Regions from separate parts of the Hordeum vulgare genome. Here region 2 is linked to region 1. A link is a contact called in public Hi-C data. All regions are on one chromosome and are shown on one strand. Each heading gives the region's core, a stretch centred on a gene start, on an enhancer-like site or on the middle of the called end of the contact. The rest is flanking DNA. Distances are from core to core; before and after follow the strand shown. Region 1 holds the start of LOC123401530 (elongation factor Tu, chloroplastic). Region 2 holds the start of LOC123401228 (serine/threonine-protein kinase AFC2).

What was found. A called contact is a pair of places that touch in the nucleus more often than the background predicts.
Region 2: a contact with region 1 is called in a Hi-C map of seedling, with 6 times the contacts expected there. The contact joins the promoter of LOC123401228 here to the promoter of LOC123401530 in region 1. A contact is called at or near these places in 3 of 6 Hi-C or Micro-C datasets (leaf and seedling).

The regions. Positions count from the first base shown.
Region 1 is chr6H:331,430,679-331,435,807 of MorexV3_pseudomolecules_assembly, forward strand. LOC123401530 (elongation factor Tu, chloroplastic) reads left to right here and starts at 3,601. Exons shown (of 1, transcript XM_045095358.1): 1 at 3,601-5,129. The coding sequence starts at 3,758.
Region 2 is chr6H:332,338,193-332,343,569 of MorexV3_pseudomolecules_assembly, forward strand. It overlaps LOC123401228 (serine/threonine-protein kinase AFC2), which reads right to left and starts at 3,360. Exons shown (of 12, transcript XM_045094967.1): 1 at 3,123-3,360; 2 at 2,292-2,478; 3 at 2,173-2,199; 4 at 1,894-2,047; 5 at 1,735-1,783; 6 at 1,524-1,638; 7 at 1,255-1,346; 8 at 993-1,149; 9 at 836-900; 10 at 661-758; 11 at 460-562; 12 at 1-370. The coding sequence starts at 3,218. The coding sequence ends at 221. LOC123401229 (rhodanese-like domain-containing protein 11, chloroplastic) reads right to left here. Exons shown (of 10, transcript XM_045094969.1): 7 at 5,172-5,259; 8 at 5,035-5,102; 9 at 4,599-4,671; 10 at 4,125-4,502. The coding sequence ends at 4,419.

The DNA of each region.
Region 1 (5,129 bases), core at 2,351-4,850:
TTGGCCGAGTAGTAGATTGTAACTCCAAGAGGGAGCATTATGCATGATTGTGGGTTCATGCCCCTCGATGTCTAGCTTCAGTGACAGGAACATGAGACTAGGGGATGTGCTTGTTCCCACTAGGGAGAAAACAACGATGCTTGCGACCACGGTTGGAAGGATTGTTTACCTTACGCATAGTTCGTTAATGCAGTTGTCCGTTGCTTTGAGTTTACACTTTGGGTGGGGCTCGCAACTTAATACCGGCGAGATGTTCTGGATACATATCTCAAGGTGGATGATTAGTAAGTAGATGCTGATGAATAAACGGTCTACTTATCTTGGCATGCTGCCCATTACTATTGAACCTCTAAATATCAAGTAGCATAATTAGCATTGCGGTGCGATCATAATTCTGTCAATTGCCCAACTGTGATTTTTTTACCCAAGCATAGTTGTTTATCGTCTTTTGGAGAGAGACATCACTAGTGAACATCATGTGACTCCGGTCCATATCACCATCATTGTTTACACCTTCATCATTTACCGCCTTCATTTACTTTTCAGTTGCAACCACAGACGCCACGAGGGTTTCCGGAATGGTCTAGAAACGAAGATTGATATATAGGAAGTTGGTGTTTGGATTCCGGAAAGTTTTCGGGCATTGCCCGCAGTGTACCGGGAGTGACGAATGGGTTCCGGGGGCCCACTGGGTGGGCCCACCATGCTCCAATGGGTCCACGTGGGTTTATTGGATGTACAATAAGGTATAATGGGCTGACAAAGTCATCCAAGGAAATCCCATGAGGAAAAAGCGGAAAAACCAAAAGAGGTGGGAAAATAAGGAAGGAGTCCTAATCCAAGTGAGATTGGAGAAGGACTCCTCCCTCCCACTTCGGCCGACCCAAGGAGGGTTTCCTTGGTGTGCCAAGGCTGCCCAAGGCTGCCTCTCCCCTCCTCCTATATATACTAGAGGTTTAGGGTTGTTTGAGACACAACTTTGCCACGTGCAACTCAAACCTACACCTCGTAGTTCTTCCTCTAAATTAGATTTCTACGGAGCTCGGGCGGAGCCCTGCAGGAATAGATCATCACCAACACCGGCGCGCTATCACGCTGCCGGAGAACTCATCTACTTCTCCATCTCTCTTGCTGGATCAAGAAGGCCGAGATCGTCATCGAGTTGTACGTGTGCTGAACGCGGAGGTGTCGTCCGTTCGGTGCTAGATCGGAACGGGTCGTGGGACGGATCATGGGACGATGGTGATTTGAATCACGAAGTTGTACCACTACATCAACCGCGTTTCTTAATGCTTCCCGCTGAGCGATCTATAAGGGTATGTGGATCTAATCTCCTCTCGTAGATGAACATCACCATGATAGGTCTTCGTGTGCGTAGGAAATTTTTTGTTTCCCATGCAACGTTCCCCAACAAGATGGCATTCTTCATGATGTGGGGGCCACCATGCTTGAGGCTCGCTGAGCTGCTACTCATGCACCATAGCTCCAACCATTGATTTAAAAAAGCAAACTATCCTTATTTTAGTTATGGAGAGTTACTTGATTCTTATGGAGTCAACCAAAAGATTTAATCACTCTTTGCGTATGCAAATGACATCTATTATCATTGTACAATTCTTGTTCTACAAGTACTCGTGTGGGTCAAAATCTGATCCATAGATCGTCACAAATTAAGTATTAACATTAATAATTGCTACATCATGATAACAAGTGGAACCTGTAGTAAGAAAACACATGCAGTGTTAAGAACTGTGTAGTATGAGAATTTTACAACATGGTAAAATCAATTTAGAACTAAAAGCCCCTATATAATTTAACTGTATCAAAATACAATTTGGCCAGACTTAAGACGCATTGTCTAGACAATGTGCTCCGAAAGTGCAGATAACTTCCTTATACAAGTTGCTTTAGTACAATAAAGACATTCATAAAGGCCTCAAGCCAATACCAATTTCTTTCTTAACAACAAAACAACTTGTGCAAACCACCTTTTCATTAGTATTCCTAACATTATAAATGAAGCTGGAGCAAAACTAACCCCTCAAAACATATTTTGGCTAAATATAAGACTTCCCTAACGTTTTAAACAATCACAGTACCATCAAGAAAACAATAGAGGAGCAGCCCAAAGTCTGTAGTGTATGCACATTTGTATTTTACAAAACTCAAATTCATGAGAGTTCTTTAGTATGCTAGTGGCACATACAGTTCCAACATACTAAAGGTTAGGGAAAGAGAACCATCACCATCAAATAATTTTATTAGTATATGTATCTTCTATTTGTCAACAACCTAGCTAAACCTGGATATTATAGAAATCAGTAGCACATGAGATGTTGTACACTTGTATTTGTTATCAATATAGTATGAACAACTACATAGTTCCATAGTTCCTCAAAGTTCATGAGTCAAAAAAAGTTGCCGCATGTGTTGGTGAGATGGTCAACGATTTAGATGAATTTCAGCCCCTCAGATTACTATGGGTGACAAACCTTCAAAGGCAACAAACTGGGGCTCACTATAGGTATGGTATGGTTGGAGCCTAGTCAGAAGCAATTGTTCAGGCCTAATTTGACATAATTTAAAGCAACAAAGTAGTGAATCTCCATATTAGTATGGATGACGGACCTCCAGAGGCGGCAGGGTGGTGCGACGATGTAGAGGAACTCGAAGACCGAGGTGCGGCAGTCCCATCCCGGGGCATCGGCGCCGGCAGTCCCATCCTAGGGCGCCGGGGGCGTGCTGCTGCCCCACTGCTGTTGCTAGAGAGCGGCGGGAGGGGTGGGGCTGAGCGACAGGAGGGGACGAGCGAGTGGGTGGACGGGTGGCGGGTGGAGGAGGGGCTGAGCGGGCGGAGGGAGGCGGCGGGCGGGGCGAGCAGGGGGAGGCGGCAAGCGGGGTTGAGCGGGTGGGTGAGCCGGAGGGTGCGGGGAGGGAAGGCGGGGTTGAGCGGGTGGGCGAGCCGGAGGGTGCGGGGAGGGAAGGCGGGGTTGAGCGGTTTAGGTCGCGAAGAAAAAAAACGAGGTGTGGGCCGCTCGCGGGGCTTCACGGTGTCAATGAAGGATTTCGTTAACGATGAATTTAGATCATTGATTATCTAATTATTGATTGGATCTGTCCTTTCAGCCGTTTTTAGGGTAGTAAATAAAATGGCACGAAAGCCTTTTTGATAAATATATACATTGAGTTTTTGATACCCATGAAATACCATGGTGCGTAAGCTCCTGTGTCTTTACTGGAATTCGTAATAAAATTAAAACGTGCCTAATTGTAAACAACCACTTTCTTACAGAAAAAAGTGCAAACAATCAGGGTCACTCCTGACTCCTCCAGAAAATATGCACCCTTTGTGTTTTCCCGTAAAACGAAGAGAAGGTGGAGGCGGAAGGGCAGAAAGGCAAGGCTGGCATTCGGCGCGACGAGGCGGAACCTGGGCCGCACCCCTATTCCATTATTCTGGCCCAAAAGGACCAGATTTCCATCCATTTCGCGTTCCGAGTTCCCCGACACGGCGGCGAGACACGGCGCGATGCATCCAGCGCCTCACGATTCGGCCCTCGCCCTCGCCTAATCCGTGGCCCTCCCCTTATCCCCCAAATCCAATCCTCACCCTTCTTCTCTAGATAAGCGAACCCCTCTTCCTTCGCCCTCTCGCCCCCTCTCCCTATCCATCCCATCCTCTCCTCTTCCCCCACCCCGCGCACCCGCGGCAGCACCACCGGCTAGCTCCCCCCTCCCGCCAGAGAAGCCGTCCCCCATGGCCTCCCTCGCCGCCGCCTCCGCCTCCACGGCGCTCCTCTTCCCGCCCTCCACCTCCTCCTCCAAGCCCCGCCTCCCGCTCTCCACCTCCCTCGGCTTCTCCGCGCCCGCGCGGTCACGCCGCGCCACTGCGGCGGCGGGGAGCTCCGGCAGGCGCCCGGGGCTGCTCGTGGTGCGCGCCGCCAGGGGAAAGTTCGAGCGGAACAAGCCACACGTCAACATCGGCACCATCGGCCACGTCGACCACGGCAAGACCACCCTCACGGCCGCGCTCACCATGGTGCTCGCCTCCGTCGGGGGCAGCGCGCCCAAGAAGTACGACGAGATCGACGCCGCCCCCGAGGAGCGCGCCCGTGGTATCACCATCAATACCGCCACCGTCGAGTACGAGACGGAGACGCGCCACTACGCGCACGTCGACTGCCCCGGCCACGCCGACTACGTCAAGAACATGATTACCGGGGCTGCCCAGATGGACGGCGCCATCCTCGTCGTCTCCGGCGCCGACGGCCCCATGCCGCAGACCAAGGAGCACATCCTTCTCGCTAAGCAGGTCGGTGTCCCCAGCATTGTTGTTTTCCTCAACAAGAAGGACCAGGTCGACGACGAGGAGCTGCTTGAGCTCGTCGATCTCGAGGTCCGTGAGCTGCTCACGGCCTATGAGTACGATGGTGACAATGTGCCAATCGTCTCCGGCTCTGCACTCAGAGCGCTCGAGGCCCTCATGGCCACCCCTGGCCTCAAGCGTGGGGATAATGAGTGGGTGGATGGCATCTTCTCCTTGATTGACTCCGTGGACACCCATATCCCTGTACCGCAGAGGCAGACAGACCTGCCCTTCTTGCTCGCTGTTGAGGATGTCTTCTCCATCACCGGTCGTGGTACAGTTGCCACTGGCCGTATCGAGCGTGGCACCGTCAAGGTTGGGGACCCAGTCGACCTCGTCGGCATCAGGGAGACCCGCAATGCCACGGTCACTGGTGTTGAGATGTTCCAGAAGACCATGGATGATGCCATTGCTGGGGACAATGTTGGCCTGCTGCTCCGTGGTATGCAGAAGGAAGACATTGAGAGAGGCATGGTGTTGGCAAAGCCGGGTTCCATCACGCCACACACCAAGTTTGAGGCAGTTGTGTATGTGCTCAAGAAGGAGGAGGGTGGCCGGCACTCCCCATTTTTCCCTGGTTACCGTCCGCAGTTCTACATGCGGACTACTGATGTCACGGGGAACGTGACAAACATTATGAATGACAAGGATGAGGAGGCCAAGATGTGCATGCCGGGTGACCGTATCAAGATGGTTGTGGAGCTCATCCAGCCTGTGGCTTGTGAGCAGGGAATGAGGTTTGCCATCCGTGAAGGCGGCAAGA
Region 2 (5,377 bases), core at 2,110-4,609, 910 kb after region 1:
ACATACACATCAGTCAACATATGTACAAATAACGAGCATGTTACAGAAGCTGGTAATGCAGGTAGAAAAACTACTGGCAAAGTCCTAACTAATTTAATTAGCACTCCCATTCCATGGAAGAGAGAACAGAATATCTCTTCATTCCATGACAAATGGAAGCCACAGCTTAAACATACAAGACAAGTCAAGAAACATAGCAGATGCTAGGATCTCAAGCACGTCATCTTCGTCGCTCACTCCGCTCCATCAAGAATGGATGCTCAAGGGCCTCTTGGGCCGTTAGGCGGCTTGCTGGATCATAGCTCAGCAGCCCTTGGAGAAGATTGATGAAGTCCCCAGCAGAATGTTCTATGTTTTGCATCACAAGATTCTGCTTGCATAAAATAAGTCCAAATCATAAGCCAAACAAATCTAAAAATGATATCAATTTGAACTGGAACAACAGGATATGGATAATACCTGAAGCCGGGGCAGCTTCATAACAGCTTTCATGCTTTCCCGTGAAGCACATCCTTCAGGCCAGTTTAAACGGCCCTTTCTCACATATTTCTCACCATGTCGACTACACAAAAGGAACAACAACAAAATACATAGTTTGAATAATCCTCTCTCATGGCTGAAAGCTTGAGACACTGGTATGGATCAAGAACAGCAACATACTCGGCCTTTTTGAGCATGTGATATGGCAACGGCCCGAGCACCCTCTCCATCATAGCAAGATGCTCCAAATTTTCATGGGTTTGAAACAGCGCCTCTCCCTGCAGTACCTCTGGTAACTCAAAAACTCTGTCCTTGTGATTTTGATAGCAGATGAGAGTAAGCCCCAATGACGTACCGTGCAGAGTTCAACTAGTATACAACCAACGCTCCAGATATCACATGGGTAACTCCATCCAAGTCCTAAACAACATCCACCATGGCAAATATAAATTAACTTACAACCGCAAAATTTGGCTGAAGGGAAGAGCCTTTGCACTGGACAAGAAAGATACCCAGGATAACTTCCGGGGCCCGATAATGCCTAGTAGAAACTACATAGGTCTGGTCCTGCTGGTCATATGTTGTGCTGCCAAAATCAATAACCTTTATTGAACTGGACTTGGGCACACGTTTGTAGTAGGATCCCTCCTTTGGTGAACGGGATGAAACCTAGCAGTTAGTAGCAACGAATTAGCACAGACAGCATACACAATAAACTAATAAGTTGAATAATTTATAACTGCAAGGCCAAGTTAGTAAAAGAATAAAGTATACTTTGTAATCAGGAACTTTAATGTACTCCGGAGAAACAAGAAGAATGTTCTCGGGCTTTAAATCAGTGTGAATGAGGCGCAAATCATGCATAACTGCAACACACATTACAGAGAAGATAAATATTTGACAAAAGCACGTTAGATAATCCTAGCGATGATGATCAAATAATAAACAACAGTCATCAACAGATGACACCCTAAAATAATGGAATAATGATCTAAAATAGCATACTACTGCAGGTATAAGGGGTAGCAGAAGTGTGCACACACATGCTAGACATTCCAACAGTTGTTTGGCAACCTCCCGAACTATGGCAACTGGGAATGAGCGGTAACTGTTTTTCCGCAGAAAATCATATAAGCTTGGTCCAAGCTTCTCACAGACCTGCCCACCATTCATTCAAATTCACCAATGTTTAAGCTCAGGGTTATCTCTTTGTAGTTAGTTGATAACTCTGCCATAATCTAATGATGTACTTACAATACAGATATGGTTACGATAGTCAAACCAGTTCCGAATTTGAACACAACTGCAAAATAGACCAGCTTATATACAGGCAATCTTAACAAAGTAAATCACACAGACGAGACAACACAATATACACAACAGGAATTGTGATAAGTGAAACTGAGGACTCACCTGGATCTGCTCTTTTCATATTTACAAAGCTGCTCGAGCATGCCAATTTCTATCATTGCAGCATCCCTGTACTTCTTAATGCCTCTGATGATCTTAATAGCCACCATTTCTTTCCGTTCCCTGTCCCAACATTCCAACACCTGACCAAAGGTACCTGATGTATTTGCAAACACAATCAATTATGAGCATATCCTGCCGACGTCAACAAGAGCAGTGTGCAAGAAACGCCTTGAGAATTCCAATATATCAACAGATGTAAAGGCTGCTGTCCGAACTGACCTTCACCCATTTTTGCATTAATCCTATCTGCAAGCATAAATACAATCCATAAGAACAAAGATATGGAAAACGCTATTCAGTTCTGAAATAAACAAACAAGCTTGTGATAAGGTAATTACAGCGAGATGTGAGGTTGTCTCCCACAGCAAAAACATAGTGCCCATCCTTGTCATCTTCTCTCAGAGGAGGGGTCGCAAAACGAAAAAGCTCTTGGGCCTCCTGAGAGGAAACAATGCCACCTGAAGAAAGCCCCATCGTCATAGCACTAATTGCATTTGCGACTTCTTCCCCACACAATTTTTTTAGCTGCACCAGAAGACAATTATGAAAGATTAGGAACAGAGAAAGCTTGTAAAAGAAATTCCATTTTGCAACAACCAAATTCAGGATATAAATTACGTTACAGACTGTAAAATATTGCAATTGCTACAAAAAATCTGCATGGTCAAAAACTGGAGGAATCTGACAGGGTTGGACATAGTCATATGCAAATCTTCAGGGAACAATCCATTACTTAAGCACAACAGATTATAATGAACAACAGCACATCGACATAAGTGCAAACAACATACTTGATCCTCGTCCGTTACGTTTTTTTTTACAGAATAGCATGCAAACCCTCATGAACGGATCCAAAGGGCGTGCAAATTATTGAGAAACTAGGGAATATATACACCTATGATATATTAATAATATCAAGAAAATTAAAGTACCATTCGGCCAACCCACGCCCTAATACGGAGACTGGAGAAAAGTATAGCAAACGCACTCGAATCTAAGTAGAAACGAGGCTCTACTTCCGGAGATCTGCATATTATTATGCTACCTGACGAAACGATTGAAATCGACATCACAGCAACTACTAGTAGTAATCAACGCAAACAAGCCACTCCATCGCTAGATCTGCAACGTAAAAGGGGCAAAAGCGCGTCCGGATCGGGGGGGTATACCTGAGGGATCTCGGGGCCGACATCCCAGCCAAGGCGCTGCCGCTTGCGCGGGCGGCGGTCGAGCGGCGCGTGCGGCATCTCGGCAAGGCACTCCATCGCTAGATCGATTCTACCCTCTACCGAACGAAGCTCTCGAGACGACGGCGGCGGGGACAATTGCTTTGGTCACAGACGAACGAATTGCGTGCGTCTCTAACCCTAAGCCCCGCAGTTTATGGCGAGAGGGGAAAGAGATTAGGTGGCTCGCGGTGACGGGCCCGGGAGCAACCCGCCTACAGGCTGTGCCGCTGACGGGTCCGGGCCATGTTCGGTTTGCGGGCCAGACCAGTTACGTGGCCCACTCGTCCGCCATATACCAGCGGAGGCGTGGGTAAGAGTTTCGGTGGGTGTGGTAGACGCGTCCCTCGCTAGGGGCGTGGACCGCTCGTTCCTCCCTCCGTTGCGCCGTGCTTTTGCCGATCGGATTCGTGCACGCAGTTTCGCTACCAAGCTATCCGCCCACTCCCAGTGACGCGTGGGACCAAATCCAGGTTTGGCCCAGATGTCAGATGGATCGGTGTCCGTCTCGGTTTGGTAGATCAAACAACGAAGGCCAAAACCATGAGCCCCACGCTCGTCTATCGGAACTGGTTGGGTTATGAAAAAGGGATATATTAAACTCACGACAGGCAGCGCTACTCATCTGATACTGACATGTGGACCAGAAGCTACGGAGGCCCACCGTTCAATGACTACCTTCCCGAACGCACTCGCAGAATTGGGAACATATAACTGCGGTTCGGGCTTCTAACCCTGGTTGAGTTACGGAAAAGGGATATTCGGCACCTCAACCCCCGGTTAGGGTTTCTAACCCGAGTTAGGTCATGAAAAAGGAATATTCGGCACCTAAATCCCCAGGGCATATAATCAGATTCCCCAATACAAACCCGAACAAGGAACCAACCGCCAGGACGGAAATATCCTCTCCACATCCACACATGTGCTATTTTGAGACTCATGATCTTCCAACAGGATTTTCAACTGAACAATTCCACGAAGATCATCAGATTATCCTGTTTGGCCCGAATTTGTGCAACTCATCAAGTCCAAATGAGGCTCTAGTTCATAACTAGATTTTTTTTTTCGATAAGAGGTCATAACTAGATACTTCTACAAGACAGCATTTAGTCTCTGTGTGCTAACATGGCAGGCAATTGTCTCCTCGTGCACTTGTTTGGGGTCTCTCTCAAGATGAACGCAGAAATGCCGCCTTTAAGTTAGCCTCAACACCACAGCATCTTCCTCGGAATCGATCAGTTAATGAGGCTGTAACTGTTGAAGTAGAGGGCCAATACTTTGAGCACCCACGAACAGAGCATCTGCTAGCACAATTGCCCCAACCTGTGTAGTTCGAGGAAGAAGAAGAAGAATGGTTAAAGACCTTTCCTTTGCAGACAAAAGTTAAGGAGTACACGCATATTTTTTTAAACGAATTACCAATCGGCCCGTGAAGAGCAGCCGATATCCCCATCCTTCCTTTGCAGCCTGTGCACGTTGCTGATCCGTCCAGCTGAAACCAAGTTGTCAAAAAAGATTCAGGATTAGTACCCTAGTGGATGTCATTCACTAACAATGCTGAATGCTTTTGTGGAATGCTGAAACATTTTTTTATCATCTCAGAAATGATTAGAAAACCTCAACCTTAATCTGATCGCTCAAGTCTTATCTACATGTGTTAATGTGTACACATGCTTATCTACATGTGTACTGTAATCTGATCGCTCAAGTCTTATTAGGTTGGTGGCAAGCTCATAGCTTGTATCTCACAGGAAAATCCTCAACCTTAATACAAGGCCTTGGTGCACACATTTTGGTGAGGAAAATAACACTGTCACACTGACATTATCATAGGTGTTGAGGTCCTGGAACTTACCCAAAAAATTCAGAAACCCCACCAATACCAGCAAGCTTGAATGGTTGGGAACCTTCCCGCTCAAAGTCCTATAAAGAGAAAAAAAAAACATGAAATTAATATAACTCCAAAATAGCAGATCATACGATGACTCCTACCTCCTCTTCAGCAGCTTCCAATCCTCCTTGTACCCAGAATAAATTTTCGAAGCCACCATTGTAAAGTTGCTCTGCGGCAGCAATTGATCTGCCAAAAAGTTTGGGGGATATCAAAACCGACAGTCAAAAATCCACACCAGACGTTGAATCGCACATGTTCTACGTTGGACACTACAAGATGTAGCAGTAGCACCAATATGATGGGC